2 separate regions of the Choristoneura fumiferana genome follow, and region 2 is linked to region 1. The links are chromatin contacts, called in public Hi-C maps. All regions are on one chromosome and are shown on one strand. The core of a region is the stretch at or near the end of the contact, and the rest is flanking DNA. Distances in the headings are between cores, read along the strand shown.

Region 1 (7,710 bases), core at 3,821-6,320:
CCCGCGTGGGAACTATGGCCCAAGCCCTCTTGTTCTGAGAGGAGGCCTGTGCCCAGCAGTGGGACGTATATAGGCTGGGATGATGATGATGATGAATCAGGTTCAATCCATTCTTGCCAGCTCTCGTGAATCGACCGTTATTAGTTTTTGAATTATTTCTTTTAATAAATGTACAAACATGTAGTCAGAGAAGGGAGAAATATTTTTCAATTGACGGGGATTTTTTGACGAGTCCATTGTTTTAATTGTGTAGATACTTAAGTGAAACGGTGTTGTCATTTTAAAATATAACAATGTGAAAAAGGTTTACTAATGCTTCGGCGAATAACGTTTGGCAACCTATTTAATTTCGCAACGTTCATTTCCTAACTGTTTAATATTTCTGAAACTGTAAATATTTCAGGATTGTTATAAAACTAACCTAACCTAAAAGGTTCTACGCGGTGGCCCTGAAATAATCCTGAAATATTTACAGTTTTAGAGTTTGCGAAATGAAACAGGTTGCCAAACGTTACGTTGCGAAAAGGCAGTGCCCGGTGAAAAAGCATTTAAATAATATTTTTGATAAAAAAAATACGTAAGTCAACTACAAAGAGAGAGAAAGAGAGAAGCGAGAGATGCAGCTAAAGTACAAAAATAGATATGCACAACCTTAAAGTTAATCGAGTAAAGTCGTGCAAACATATATTTGTAACTTTGACCCTAACAATCTCTTTGTAGTTGACTGGACATGAGACGATTTTTTACAACTTTATATGAAAAATGTTTCTTAATAATGATAGATAATTAAAAAATATATCATATAATTAATTATTAGATTACCTATAATTATAAGATTATTAATTTGAATATTGATAGTTACTGATTTGATTACGCACTTTGAGTGTCGATTTTTGAGAATCTATCTATTTAATTTAATTTGGTTAGCAATTTAAATATCTATATTTGAGTACAATGACTGGCTACATCGCAAAGTGAACGTGTCGCAAAAGGATCAGTTCTTCCTAACCACTCGCTTCGCTACGCTCGTCGTACGGCGTTTCCACCAGAGTTGTGCGAGGATGTGTGGCGAGGATTGTGTTTTTCATGAACCAATAGAAACGCTTCATTTACCTATCCTCGCTGCGCTCAGATGTTGCTCTCGTGCTCTGCTCTAGTGGAAACAGCTGAGCGGAGCGAGGATAGGTATTTTTTTTTTATTCGACTGGATAGCAAACGAGCAAGTGGGTCTCCTGGTGATAAGAGATCACCACCGCCCATAAACATCTGCAACACCAGGGGTAATGCAGATGCGTTGCCAACCTAGAGGCCTAAGATGGTATACCTCAATTGCCAGTAATTTCACCGGCTGTCTTACTCTCCACGCCGAAACAACAGTGCAAGCACTGCTGCTTCACGGCAGGATTAGCGAGCAAGATGGTGGTAGCAATCCGGGCGGACCTTGCACAAGGTCCTACCACCTGCAAGCGATTCTTATTGGTACATGAAGACACCATTTCTTGCTATCCTCGTACATCTCTGATGGGGACGCAGCCTAACTGAGCTACGCGATGTGGCCATGTTACGATGCAGTCAGAAAATAGTAGTCATTTAGCAATTTCGGTTTTTTGCGATGAAGCACATATGCAATGTGGTCATTTTGCCATTTATTGTACTAGTAAGCTTTATATTTGTACAATGAGGGCTATCGTTTTTTGTCTCACTAGATGGCGCACTGTTGCGTGAGGTTTTTAAGTATGGCTTTTAAAGTCTGTTACCTATTACGGGCGTGAAAACAAAGTTTAGATTAAAATCATATTTAATACACCTTAAAACCGTACCATAAAAATATCGAGCAACCACAGTGTTGCATAGTCCCCGTTTTGTTCGGAAAAAAGGGAGGACAAAGGTTTCCGAAATACAAAACTGTCTCAAAACACAGACATTCATTGCCCCGGAACGCATATTTGCCATAATTAATTTCAGATATTGTAAAATATTCACAAAATATTCTAATTATAAATAAAACCCGCGTAGCTCACCCAAAAACTGAGATTTGACATTTCGGAGACCTCACGCTACACTAGCGCCTCTAGTGGCGAATTCATACGCGATAGCCCTCATTATTTGGTTGTGCCACCGTATTGTACTGAAGGTAAAAATCGGTGTCTCGTTGTACGTTGTCGCGTGAGACATGCCTAAAATTACAAAATTAAACCGTTCAACTCACGATTATGGCTGTTTCCACCAGAGATGGAATGTGTTTTTCTTGAACCAATAGAAACTTCATTTATCTATCCTCGCATAGCACCGCTCGGGTGGAAACAGCTGAGCGGAGCGAGGAGAGGTTAATGGAGCGTTCCTATTGGTTCATGAGAAACACATTTCCCGCACATCATTGATTGCAACGCAGCCTATCTTCAGAAAAGATCGAAACTAGGTGTCGGACTCTCTGACTTAAAAATAGTTTTTTTCCGAAAATATTAAAAACTCAGATTTCATTTGTGCTGACCACACTAGGCATGGCATGGCCTGTCTCGTGGGGCTAGTTAAACCCTTTAATTTTGTATTTTTTTTAACTGAATGATTATTTAAAAAAATTGTTACCAGACTGACTAAGTTTAAATGATTTACCCCCTGTTTCACCATCCATTAATAAAATTTATTTGACGGATAAAATGTGACGCTGTCTCTGCTGTGTCTGTGACGGAGACGGCATCACATCTATTCGTCAAATAAAATTAATCAATGGGTGGTGAAACAGCCCCTAAATCTGTCTAGTCTTTTAACGTTAAGTTGTTATTATAGATTAAACAGGGTGAAATTTTAAATGTGATACAAAGTTAGTGTTTCTAACTTAGTTAATGCTCGACAATGTAATCATCATTTCAGCCTGTATAACATCCCACTCCTGGCCCTGGCATCCTCTCAGAATGACAGGGCTAATGTAATACATTATCTCAATATTATTAAAATTACTGTGGTAAAATTTAGGTGTTCATAGATGTAATAGGTTCATAGGTACAGGTGTAAAGGTAGGTATATAGGTTCATACTTTGTTGAAATTAAATCACAAACTCAATGTATGGACCTCTCAAATTAAATAAGACTAATTAACCCTTTTCCAGGCATAGTGCATATAGTTGACAACATTAATGTTATGATTGGTTTTTTGGAGTCTTTTTTTATTTTTTATTTCAACTCCAAATTTGTTACTTTTACGGGTATCCCGTGAAACCATATCGAAAATACAAACTGAGACATGGATGCATGGAGGCATGGAACATTAATGTTCACAAATATTAGACCTTGCTACCATTGGCGTATCTATCGTTATTTTTCATACTCCACCCCCTCTATATAGGCCTATGCTTGCTTGCTACATTTACAATAATGGTAAGTATGTACAAAATCAATTGAAGTCATTAAAAATTATAATTGTTTTTAAATTAATCCCTCATAGGTAAACATGAACAACATAAAACTTTCATTCATTTTGTAGTAGCTTACCTAAATTAGCGGGGCCTGGAAAAGAAAATGCATTATATTGTCCAGCATTACCTGATCTAGAAACACTAACTTTGTATCTCATTTAAAATTTCACCTTGTATAAATGGAGTAGGTAGGTGTGGTGTACGCCCCGTAATAAAATTACTACGGCTCGCAATGTACGGCGTAATAATGCACGCCCTGATAATTCATATTATCATCATCAGTCGAAGAGTCCATTGTTGAATAAAGGCCTTCTTATAACACCACAATGAACGACAACTCACAATTTGGACTGTAACTCTCGTGATGTCGTCAGTCCACCTAGTGGGAGGCTTGTCAACGCTTCGTCTACCGGTTGGTAGTGGCCACTCGAGAAACTTTCTCCTCCAACTTATCCGTTCTTCGAGCGATTTGGCCCGCCCATTGCCGTTTCTACTTGCATATTCTAATACGCACACCGTGTAAAAACAACGTAAGAGCATGAATTATCTAGGCGTACGTTATTGGTCAAAAATTTAAATAAATGTCATTTTTGTATGTATTAGTATACTAATAAGTCGACGTTTTATATTGTTTTATAACTCTATAGAGTTTCATTTTTCGAATATAAAACGTCGACTTATCTATACGGACAAGTTGCAACGAAATTTAACAGGTCATTTACTTAAGTTTTTCACGTACTTTCGTCGTTTGGACGTACATTAACCCGGTGGAGTGAGTACTTGTAGTCTTACTCATACATGACGGATATGAGCGAGAGGTCACAAGTCCCAGCTGTCGATCGACCAATTTACTGTTAGTTGGTGCTCAAAGCCCAAATTAGTTTTAAAATGGCTGATTTTTGATATTTTTAAAAATAAATGTTTGATTGAATGATTGTTTTTTTTAATACCTGTATTTGTTTTAACAAGTATTTTAAAGCCCAATTTTGACTTACATATAAAGTTTTGTTTATTTCATCTTTTTATGACGAAATGAAAAGTACCAACTTGCAACAAAACAAACTAAACTATGTTTACATACGCTTTAAATTTTAAAAACCTGCGGGTGCGGCCACATGCAGTCGCTCGTTTGCAGCGATAAATCTGGTTACGTGACCCCATTTTGAATGTAATTTTGAATTTCCCGAGCTACATATTAGTAATCTGTGATTTCCCGCGACTCAAAAAAAGTACCGTCAGTCGCCGCGTCTATCAGCAGCGACAAGATGGTTAGCTGCAGGAATGATCTCGGTTCAGTCGTGGCGTGGCAGTGGTACAAATAAAAGAAATTGGAGCGAATGAAAAAAAAAACACTGTTTTTGCCGAAATTGAAGGTTTTTTTCCAGCGGTAAAGCTCAACATTTTCAGCTTTATCGCTAAATATCACGTGACCAGATTTGACATTGGAAACGAGCGTCGAGCGACTGCATGTGGCTCCACCTTTAAATAGATCTGTTTCAGCTGGTTATGTTGGCATGAAGGCAGATGTGCCATTTTGGCAGGTTTTCGATTTTGACACTTAAATTGACGACAAAATGAGCGTTTAAAAAAAGCTCTCAAAGATCTAAGCCAGCTGTCAAAAAAAAAGTAAAAACGAAACGGCTGCTGTCCACTGTCACTTCATTAAAGAAAAGAAAAGTCAAAACAATCGTTCTCTCACGTGTCTTTTTCTGCAAAATTATGTTACTGAACAAATTTTATTAATGAAAATGGGTAAACGAAAATATAAGAACGATAGTGAAGAGTCTGCTAAAAAGAACAGGACTGACGAAGTAGTTCTTGAAGGAGAAAGTGAAAATGCGGCTTCCGAACAACCTCAAATCGAACAAGCTAAAAGCAAAAATGCGACTGAGAAACAACATGGATTCGATATTAAACACTTTCGAAAAGAGCTGGCGTCCAAGACTGGGCAGACCATGGGTGAGTGGGTTTAACACGTTTCTTTTTATTTTACGCTGGTGTTTTAACCTTGGCAAAATGTTTTACACCTGGGGAGGTCTGGTATCCTAAGGGATGTTTTGGCAGACGGTTTGGCCTTCATTAAACTGGATGACTGTATGTGTATCTGAATTTTTATAATCAGTATTATAATTCATAGGATTATTATTAGGGATGGGCCGATTATTCGTTTTATTCGTCCGGCAATGTAGTACTCGAACTTTTTACTGTATTCAGCCATGTATGAGTTGAGTGTTAAATGTGTTATTTTTATGAGGTACAGTGAGGGCAGTGGGGCTTTATGTTTTTGTTGGCACAGTAGCTTTATTTCCAATAACAGTTAAAAAGATGGTTGTTAATTAAAAACAAAATATAAGTACCTAGTATAATAGTTAAGCTACAGTGATCTTTATAATAAAATAATAAGTTAATAATTAAATTAATCAGTTCATTATTGTGAGAAATTAAGCAAGTTTTTTGTTTAAATCAAGAGTTGCATGATTAAAGCTTCTACTTAGGTATCAATTATGCCGAATATTCAGGTCGGTAAAAGTTTTACCGAACATTAGGGCGAATATTTGTATTCGGTAAAACCCATGTTTGGCCCATCTCTATTATTTGTTATTATTTTTTTAGATTGAATCTTGTATTATGCCTCCCCAAGGTGTGTGTGTGTGTGTGTGTGTGTGTGATAAACAGTAAAATTCATGACCATGCAATAATTTTTTTATTGAATTGATTATCACATCTTCAAATCATGCCCAGAAATGAAGAACAGCTTTAAGGTTTTTCAACTGTTTATTACGGGTTTAGTTACAATTATTGAAATATTTCTTAGAACTGTGCTGTTATGATATAAAGCCTGTTTAATACTGTTTAACTGTAATGAGTGCAATACAAAGATTATTCATGTCTTATTTTGATTTAATTGTTTTAATCAAACTATTAATTTGTTCATTTTCAGCACTAACACAGTTCCTGCAAGTATGCTTGAACCCAGATTCAGAAGTTGACTACATTGCGGAGTACTTAAATGCTGGAGGCAACTCCCACGAGATCCTGCGTCAAATCAACCAGGACAGCAAGAAGAATTTGACCCTGGCTACTCCAGCCTTCCACCTGTTTCACCTCATTATCATGAAAGTCCAGTCTTCCCATCCCCAGATGCTAACAATAACAGAAGAAGCCTGTCGCTTCTTTCTGAACACATTCATGTCAACAGTAGAAATCATGATTAGCGAAAACTCTGGGCCTCGCCACAGGAAAATCATCCTTAAGCTTCTAACATCAATAGTGACTTTGAATCCAGATTTGGGTGTGGAAGTCATCAACCAAGCACCTTTAACGCCCAAGCATCTACAGTACATACTTGAAAAGCCAAATTATAAAGAGAAGGACAATGTCAGGACATCCTTTGTGCATTTCATGACTTCATTTCTCATTGAAGGTCATCTGCCTCTTATAAAAGCTTTGCTGGAAAAGCAAGGACTTCTGCCTCTAGTTATCCCTGGGCTTATCCATGATGAGGCTGAATCCGTCTTAATGTTTCTAAACATATTGAAGAAGCATGTCATCGACAACAATTTCATCTCCAAGAGTTTGAAACTACGGACATTCAGTCACCAAGTGTTGCATAATATCTTTAAGCTTTATTCTTGGAAAGGTCCTCCTGAACTAAGTCAAGAGGTACGGAATGAATTACGTCCTGACATCATGATCCTTTTGTCTGAAATTGTTCTAACTTTGTTCACATCTCACAAGCTTGGGTTATACTTTACTGATAATACATTAGGCACAGTTGATGCAAACAAAAATCAGAACTTGTACAAAGCAGTACTTACCCTCAAAAGACCTTGGGAGTTCCAAGAAGAAGGCGATGTGGTCCTTAAAATAGTTAACAAATGCCCTGATCTGCACAGAGCTCTCATAAGTGTTGTGGAACAAAGCTTTGAGCCTCAACACTCTCCTATTTGGGAAAAGACAGTTCAATTTGCAATAAAATTGCTGGATGTGCTTAAGCCGGAGGATATGGTACCAAGAATGGGCAACTTATCGTCTGTTCAAGTAGCAAATTTTGTCAGATTCATCACATTACCTATTCCTCTACTGAAATTTATACAAACTCACTTAGGCAAGGATCAAACTATATCTTTATACTGTGTGAAGATATTAGTGAAAATGTTGGAAACATTAAGAAAGTATCTAAGAATTTTAAGCATGGATGACACTCATATTAATGTGTCTGATTTGAGAAATAAAATGGAGTATTTCTTTCCTAAGCATATGCCTGTGCCTACAATTATCGCTTCTTTGATTCAAG
Region 2 (7,710 bases), core at 2,204-4,703, 190 kb after region 1:
ATTGGGACGATCGTTCACTATATCCAGCACCTGGGACAAACAATACAGTCACCTCAATTAATATACCTGACACTGCATTAATACCTGACACCGTATTAATATCTGACACCGCATCAATACCTGACCTGACACCGTATTAATATCTGATACCGCATTAAGATCTGACACCGCATTAATATCCTGAGACCGCATTAATATCTGACAGAAAAAAGCGTGCATAAATATCAATAATATATACGATGGTAGGTCGGTTTTCGGCTTAAAAAAAAAATCTGATCCTGGCCATCTAGAAATTGTACCGCGTCATTACCTCGTCAGGGAAATCTTTGGGGTGTGCGGCTGTGAACCGGATCCTCATCTCGGGGTCCACGGCAGACACCTGCTCCAGGAGGTCTGCGAACCGCAGCCCGCCCTTCTTTGACTTGTACACTGTTTTGAACCCTGAAAAAAAAAGAAATGTGATAAGACGTCTTGAACGTAGACGTTTTGAAGTCGGATAAAAATAAAGGTTTTTTTTCATGATCCATGTTCTACAATACTAAATGGATAAAACTAGATTATAGGAAAGAAACTAGTTAAAAAACACGTGTCGCATTTCTCCGAGTGACTTCTTTCACCCCTTGCTCCACTAGATGGCGCACCTCGTCCAGGATCGTAATAAGGGTTTCTGTGACAGGCGCTAGTATTGTGAACTCCAACACCAACTTGTTGTGACAACTTTGATATTTGTGTCACATTTGTAATGTTTTAAATAACTAAATAAGCCAATCGCGCAAGACTGCAAATCCGTTTACGTTTACTGTCGATACTAACGCCATCTAGTGATATTTCGACAGTCAAGAAACCCTCATTTACTTTTATTTTTGTCTTCAGCAGCGGCGTCTTTAGCCCATGTAGCGCCCGTGTGCAATTATTATTTTAGCGCCATCTATGAAGCGCGCGGTCAAAATGGAATAGGTACAAAGTGCCTGCGCCCGTGTGCAACGCACACCCTGCACTATAGGTAAAGACGCCTCTGGTCTTCAGCACCTAAAAACTAACCTTTAGCCAGTCTTGTATCGCACCTCTCCGTCTCGGCAGTAGCGTCCCTGTAGCTGGTGACATTCTGTCCTAACAGCGTGACCTCTGACTCCCTGCTCCGCTAGATGGCGCACCTCGTCCAAGATTGTAATTTACTTACATTTTAGTTATCAGCAAGTCCTCACTAACCTTTAGCCAGCTTCGTGTCGCATCTCCCCGTGTCCGCACTAGCGTCCCTGTAGCTGTTGACATTCTGTCCCAATAGCGTGACCTCTTTGACTCCCTGCTCCGCTAGATGGCGCACCTCGTCCAGTATGGAGGCGGCGCGGCGCGAGCGCTCCCGCCCGCGGGTGAACGGCACTATGCAGTACGTGCACATGTTGTCGCAACCACGCATTATTGAGCTAGGGAAATAATAGGTAAGGTATAAATATAAAAGCTAAAAAAAGTGTTAGTGAAAAACATAAATTTTAACACAACTACTACTATTAGTACTACTAGTAGTACTACTTTAGTTGACCAATAACATTTCTAATATTTTTCATCACACTTGCTCGTAAACAGTGTCGTAACATGCAGGCTACCTTGGTTACAACCCCCCAAATAAAACCCTCGACCTTAATGTGCTTGTCATAAAACCCGTGGTCGGTAAATGAGTCATTGCCCGTACTAATTTTCATGCCATGAAGCCCAAGGTCGGTAAGTGAGTTTGTTCCTGCATGGCGTGCTGCTGCTCCGTGCGCGCGCTGCACACGCACGCCATGCACATGCTGCGGATTGCCAAGAGCGTAGTCAGCGGTATCGGCAATTTTTGATAAAATATTAGTTTTTCTTTTACAAATATACAATTTTACTCGCAAATGTGATGAAAAACATTGTATGTCGCACGGGCGGTACTAGAATTACGAACATCGACTCCTTAAAGCTCTCAGTCGAAATTCCTTATTTACCGCCCTTAAGACACAATGTACAATTATGAGTGTGCAATATAGTGCTCTTGGCGCTATACGCAGCTTACTCGCTGTGCGGTCGCAGCAATATCAATGTACGCTCGCGGCGATATCGTTACGCGCTCGAGAAGAAAGCTTTGCAGGCTCCCTTTGCCGGTGCGATAAAGCTCTGAAGTATAATCTATGGTAGTTTAAAAAACAAAAATTTTATTTTAAAGTTGAAATTGATTGTATCTTGGAAATAAAAGTTTTTTTCGGGATCTGCAGATCAGGAGCTCTCTTTAGGAGTTCCATCTTTAAAAAGGTTGGGATAGGCTGATATTATAACTCACATGAAGGCTGATACACTGTCTTGATTCAGTCGAACGGGCACAACATCGGCATAAGTTTCGTCTAAGGACAGCAGCACATTCACAGCTGTCTGGCCACTATCCGTAAGAGCCAGGAGCCGGGGTAAGTCTCGGTAGCTGTCAGGGCCTGCCACTGCAAAATAAAATATATATACTTTAAAACAGACAGAGTGAATGTCGTGTTAGCTTAGTGGTTTGACCCACTGCCTCTGAAGCAGATGTTTGTGCGTTTGAGCCCTGGCTTGCGCCTCTACATTTTTCTGGATTTACTTGTGAAATTATATTTGAAATTTAACATGAGGGAGTATGTTAATAATTTAATTTTCAACCCTAGACAGAAAGAGGCTCTTAGCGCAAAGGTGCGTGTATCACAGATTGATTAAAATAGACAAAAAGAAAAACCATAAAAATATTTGAGAGTGAAAGAAACTTAGATTTATAAAGTAGTTACCAACATCAACTGCTTTTTCTTTTTCAATTAGCTTGGTCTTGAGCCGCTCCGCCATACAGCCTAATAAACCAATTTTTACCGGTTTTTCCTTATTTTTTAACGCTCGCCGCCGCTTGAACCCCCGCAAGTGATCCAAACGATGCCAAATCTTACTTTCAGCACCTTCTCTGATGGCGCACGTCATAACCAGGAATATATCAGCTTCATCCTCAATTTCGGTCTTCTCAAACCCTTCTTTCTTCAAAATAGACCAAACTATCTCAGTATCATTCAAGTTCATTTGGCAACCGTACACATCGAAATATACTTTGCGTTTTGATGCAAATGTTACGTTTTCCGGTAAATATGGTATGTGAGGGCGATCTAGAAGAACAGGCTCTGAGTCTCCAATGATAAAATCCTTTAGACCCGGTCCTTGTTTTATTTTATCACGCCTAGAAGTCAACTTCGTAGCGTCGGAAAAACATCGGCAAGTATAGAAAATGTACTTGCTGGATAACCTCAGAAACCGCTGCGTGCGCTGCAGTAATGCCATCGTAATTGATCCACTATTAAACTATTCTGTAACAATAATGTTTTTTCTCAAGAATTTCTAAACATTACATTACATCAACAAGTTTTTGGATCATGTAATCTGTACACTGGAAATAAAATAACCTACAAAATGTAATCAGCTGATTTGTCAAAATTGACAAAAGGAGTGATGTGGTGTGCTCGATTGATAACCAATAATACCGATTCAAAAACCATTTATTACTAAGAAAACACGACTGAAGAAACTATCTGTATGTTGGCTAATTAGTAACCATCTCATCTCCTGCAGTGCTTCCATTCCGTTCTTCCCTTTCTACGTCTTAGCTTAATCTGTGCTCATTCTATTTTATTTATGGGTAGACAAAATGGCGGATTTGTGAAGTAGTGTGTGTTGTGTTCATCTGTCAAGTCAAGTCAAATTTTATTGATAACTTGAAGAAAGAATTTGATAATTAACCAGCGTATTGTACAAGGTGAAATCAACAATGAGCAGTCGTTACGACTACGGCAAAGGTATTCGAATGGCATTGGATAATTTTTCACCCATCAGAACCATAGTGAAATTCTTGTTTAGATTTAGACTCTTATGAGTACTTTTATTTATCGTTGCCAGTGTTTTCGCATTGGCAGGGTCGTCTCGATCCGCGCGTGATGATTCTAGGCACGAGAAGCATGGACGGGAGCGCGTGCGGTCGCGGTCGCCGCGCGAGCGCGAGTCTAGACGCCGTCACTCTCCCGCCAGCACCCGATACTCGAGAGATCGATCCTATGGCAAAGAAGACAGACATAGCAGTAAGTCAAGTTTATATTTAATTTTCAAACCTTCAATTATTCATATTTGCAAACAAAAATCTGCCTATGGTGTTCATATCAGTAAGTCATTATATTTTTGCAGGTAAACTTAAGCATACTGAGTGGGATGATTCTGATGAAGAAGTCCCTGCACCACCCCCTCCTCCACGTATCACTAAAATCAGCATCCCAATGGCTAAACCCAAAGCACCCATTAAGATGAACTTGGGCGGCCCATCGAAATTGAGTGCCCCTGCTGCCAAACCAACAATTGCATCAGTGTTCAATGATGATGATGACGATGATGAGCCTGAGGAGATGCCTGCAGAAGCAAGGATGAGAATGAGGAATATAGGAAGGTAAGACAAACTCTTCAACTTCAAAGCTTTCCAAACAATTTATTTACAAAGTTTTATCAAGGAGGAAATTGAAATAAACTTCCTTGTTTTGTAACAGTAATAATTAAAATGCTTGCTGATATTATACCTTTAATATACCAATTTTTAAAATTTTAATTTATTCTTTCATGAGAAAACCACAAAGGATTTTGATGAAATTTGTTAGGTATTCTGATAGCCTGGATATTTTTGATCCCAGGAAGGATTGTCTAGGCTTACCCCAGGAGCTAGGCTGGCACAAATAGTACCTATAGCCATTATAGCCAAAAACACAGACTAAGAAGCACAATAGTGTTATTGCCTAACTCAAAATTTTCAACAATGTGTTATATGAAGTGTGTTTTTTTACCAGAGAAACACCAACGTCAGCGGGACCAAATTCCTTTGGCAAAACGAAGCAAGGCTTCTGTGACGCCAAGAAAGTATTTGAGAAGAACCTGAAGCATGCCCTGGAAACAACAGTGGAGAAACCCGTCATGACAAAGTTTCCTCAGACAATTTATAAGATTAAGCCATGATGCGCAGATTAAGGAAACTATTGATAAGGCCTGTAATGATTTCAGTTTCTAAGAGCATACAGTAGTGGAATAAGCGAAGACAGAAATTACAGTACCTACATATTGTACAGTTGCTATGTCCACATCTTGTTTATTTTGTTCTAAATTGTAACTTGTTGATTAAAATCTAAATTCTATTGCTGTATAAAACAAAGTGTACAGACAGTGTCTTGTTCAACTTAGACATGCAGAACCATCAAAAGTTTGATAGGGCCATCATTTATAATATGAATTGAAGTTTTTTTTTCACATTCTTTCAGGACTGATAGGGAACTATGCCTATTCAGGAACAAGTCTGTAGAAATATTAGCTAGAATGTCATACATAGCACACTCATTAGTCACCTTGGACTGACACTTTCTGTAATGTGATGTGTGCTTTACAAAAAGAAGGTGGAGCCATCTTGGGGATAACAAACAAAGAATGTATTATACAGTTGATCCTTTTTGTTGGTCACCGTCATATTCACTTGTGAATACACTCGCAGAGTTCCCACCTGAAAATCCAAGATAATGTGTAGTGACTCTCCACTGACTCTCTTGTACTGTGTGCTCTTATTTAGTTCTCATTTTAAATTGGTTTCATAGATTGGTTTTAAATAACAATTTTATTAAGTTTTGGCTAATTATTGTCATTGCTTAGCAATGCAATGTAGTGTATATAAATTTTTGAGAATTGAGAAGTAGCTGATTTTTATAATCTGGTATATTGGCCTGAATGGTTGTTTTTATCTCTCTGTCTCAATTAGCTTTAGTAAACTTCAGTAAGCTAGTTGAGATAGCAGGATAAATACGAACTTTAGCGACAAATACGATGACAAAATATTATTATAATAATTTTGTACCTACAGAGTACCTCCCTCAGACAAAAATGTGGTAAAACTACACTTGAAATGATTGCTGTGTTTACTGCTCTACCTTTTGTAGCATTACATTCTATTGTGTAACGAAAATTGTATAAATTGAATATGAAATTATAATTTGTTACAATGGTGTGTGCCATTATTTATTTAAAATGTATACTGGCAATAATTATAACTTAGGTTTCTATTCCCAGACTTGGAGTTTTCTTCCAAAGGCCTTATTGTCTATCACACTTTTAATCACTATTATTTTCACTTCTTTCTCTCCCACGGTATAAGACGAGGGAGGGTAGATGGTGAATGCGTTCGCGAACGTAAGCGCGTTAGACAATACGGTCTCAGGCCCTATACTATGAAATGAAGAGCAAAATTCGAACGCCGTATCTTGCCGTTCCGCTGACGCTTATATTATTTAATACGAGAGTGAGAGGGACGGTATGATACGTACTTCGAATTTCGTAGTAGCCCCCCCCCCAGGTTTCAGAGTATTTCAGTTGTTTCATAAGTGAGATAAAATTTCCAGTGTGATCATGCATGCGGGAGACCCCCTCAGTTTCAAGTCGGTTTTTTTCAGTAATCATTCAATCAGAACTCATTTGTCGCAGTTCTAGGTTTTAGTCCTAGGCTATCCTATCTCTAAAGTGATCATTTGTATTATACCAATTGCAATGTATTTTAAAAATTGTGCTGAAATAAGGTATTGGAGATAGCTTTTTCATGAATTATTGCAACGATTATTGTTAGTATTTTAAAGACTATTTGAACCTGAAGAATATAAATTTAATGCTGAAAACAATTGTTTTATTCGTTGCCAGATTGTTAGCTTAGACTTAAAACTATCTCGATTAAAAAACCGTATCAAGTACGATCCATCCGTTTGGGACCTAAGAGGTCACAGGTCACAGGCAGACAATAGCCTAAACCAGGGCTTCTCAAACGGGCGTCGCGTATCGATGCAACCCATTGGCGAATCTAGGGTTATTTTTCAGGGGGGCTGGCCTTTATTTTTTGTGAAAAAATCAGTATTATAGAATTTCGAATCGGTAGCCCAACATCCTAGGGTGGGCACGGCCCTCTATATATGCCTATAATGCGACCGAGTCGAGTGAGCAAGTTATACAGTAGAAAAAGTAAGAGTGACAATTTCCAAACTGATAACCTGTTACTATAGGTTGGCTAGTATTCGGGCGTCGTAAAAAATGGCAGCCCCAAGGGTGTTACCGTACAAATAGGTTTGGTAGGGCTTCCTAAACTAACCAAGAGAAAAGTTAAAAACCCCCGACATGTCATTTAAAAGTTCGTGAGTCATCTAACGGATGGCTAAACAACCACAAGGAAACTCGCTATCGGGCAAACGCGTGCAAATTTTACCGTTGCTTCAATTCACACTAATATAATAAATGCGAAAGTTTGTAAGTCTATTTGTTTGTTATGGTAACGAAGTGCGTTCCGAGAATTAGTTTATACGAACGCATCCGATTGTAGTCATCCCGCTCGCGCCGGTCTTTGCGTAAACAAATGAATTTTGAGGTTTAAGTTACTTTTTCTTGTAATAAAAAACATAAGAAATGAATGGATTTTGATTTTATTAACCTACTAGTATCTAATAATTATATTTTTTTCTCATATTCATATTCGCAGAATTTCGCATTAGCGAATGCTAATATTCGTTACATCACTACTACGCGACGGCCGAGCCGAACTGAGCCCAAGGTTGTGTGAGTTACTAAGTTTTGGTTTTGTAAGTTTGACCATATTGTTGTTTTTATAGTTGAAGCGAAGACAAAGGCAGACAT

The links. Hi-C and Micro-C count contacts between places; a contact is called where the count stands out from the background.
Region 2: a Hi-C map of whole pupa shows a contact between it and region 1, with 4 times the contacts expected there. The contact joins the promoter of LOC141441271 here to the promoter of LOC141440982 in region 1. A contact is called at or near these places in 2 of 2 Hi-C or Micro-C datasets (both in whole pupa).

What each region holds. Positions count from the first base shown.
Region 1 is chr23:1,118,754-1,126,463 of NRCan_CFum_1, forward strand. LOC141440982 (nucleolar pre-ribosomal-associated protein 1) reads left to right here and starts at 5,071. Exons shown (of 4, transcript XM_074105580.1): 1 at 5,071-5,372; 2 at 6,355-7,710. The coding sequence starts at 5,156. Sting (transmembrane protein sting) reads left to right here. Exons shown (of 4, transcript XM_074105577.1): 4 at 1-913.
Region 2 is chr23:1,311,295-1,319,004 of NRCan_CFum_1, forward strand. LOC141441271 (mitochondrial tRNA methylthiotransferase CDK5RAP1) reads right to left here and starts at 3,454. Exons shown (of 7, transcript XM_074105939.1): 1 at 2,772-3,454; 2 at 2,303-2,453; 3 at 1,210-1,424; 4 at 311-441; 5 at 1-30. The coding sequence starts at 3,306. LOC141441282 (PEST proteolytic signal-containing nuclear protein-like) reads left to right here and starts at 3,658. Exons shown (of 4, transcript XM_074105958.1): 1 at 3,658-3,818; 2 at 3,936-4,097; 3 at 4,201-4,456; 4 at 4,848-6,046. The coding sequence starts at 3,791. The coding sequence ends at 5,013.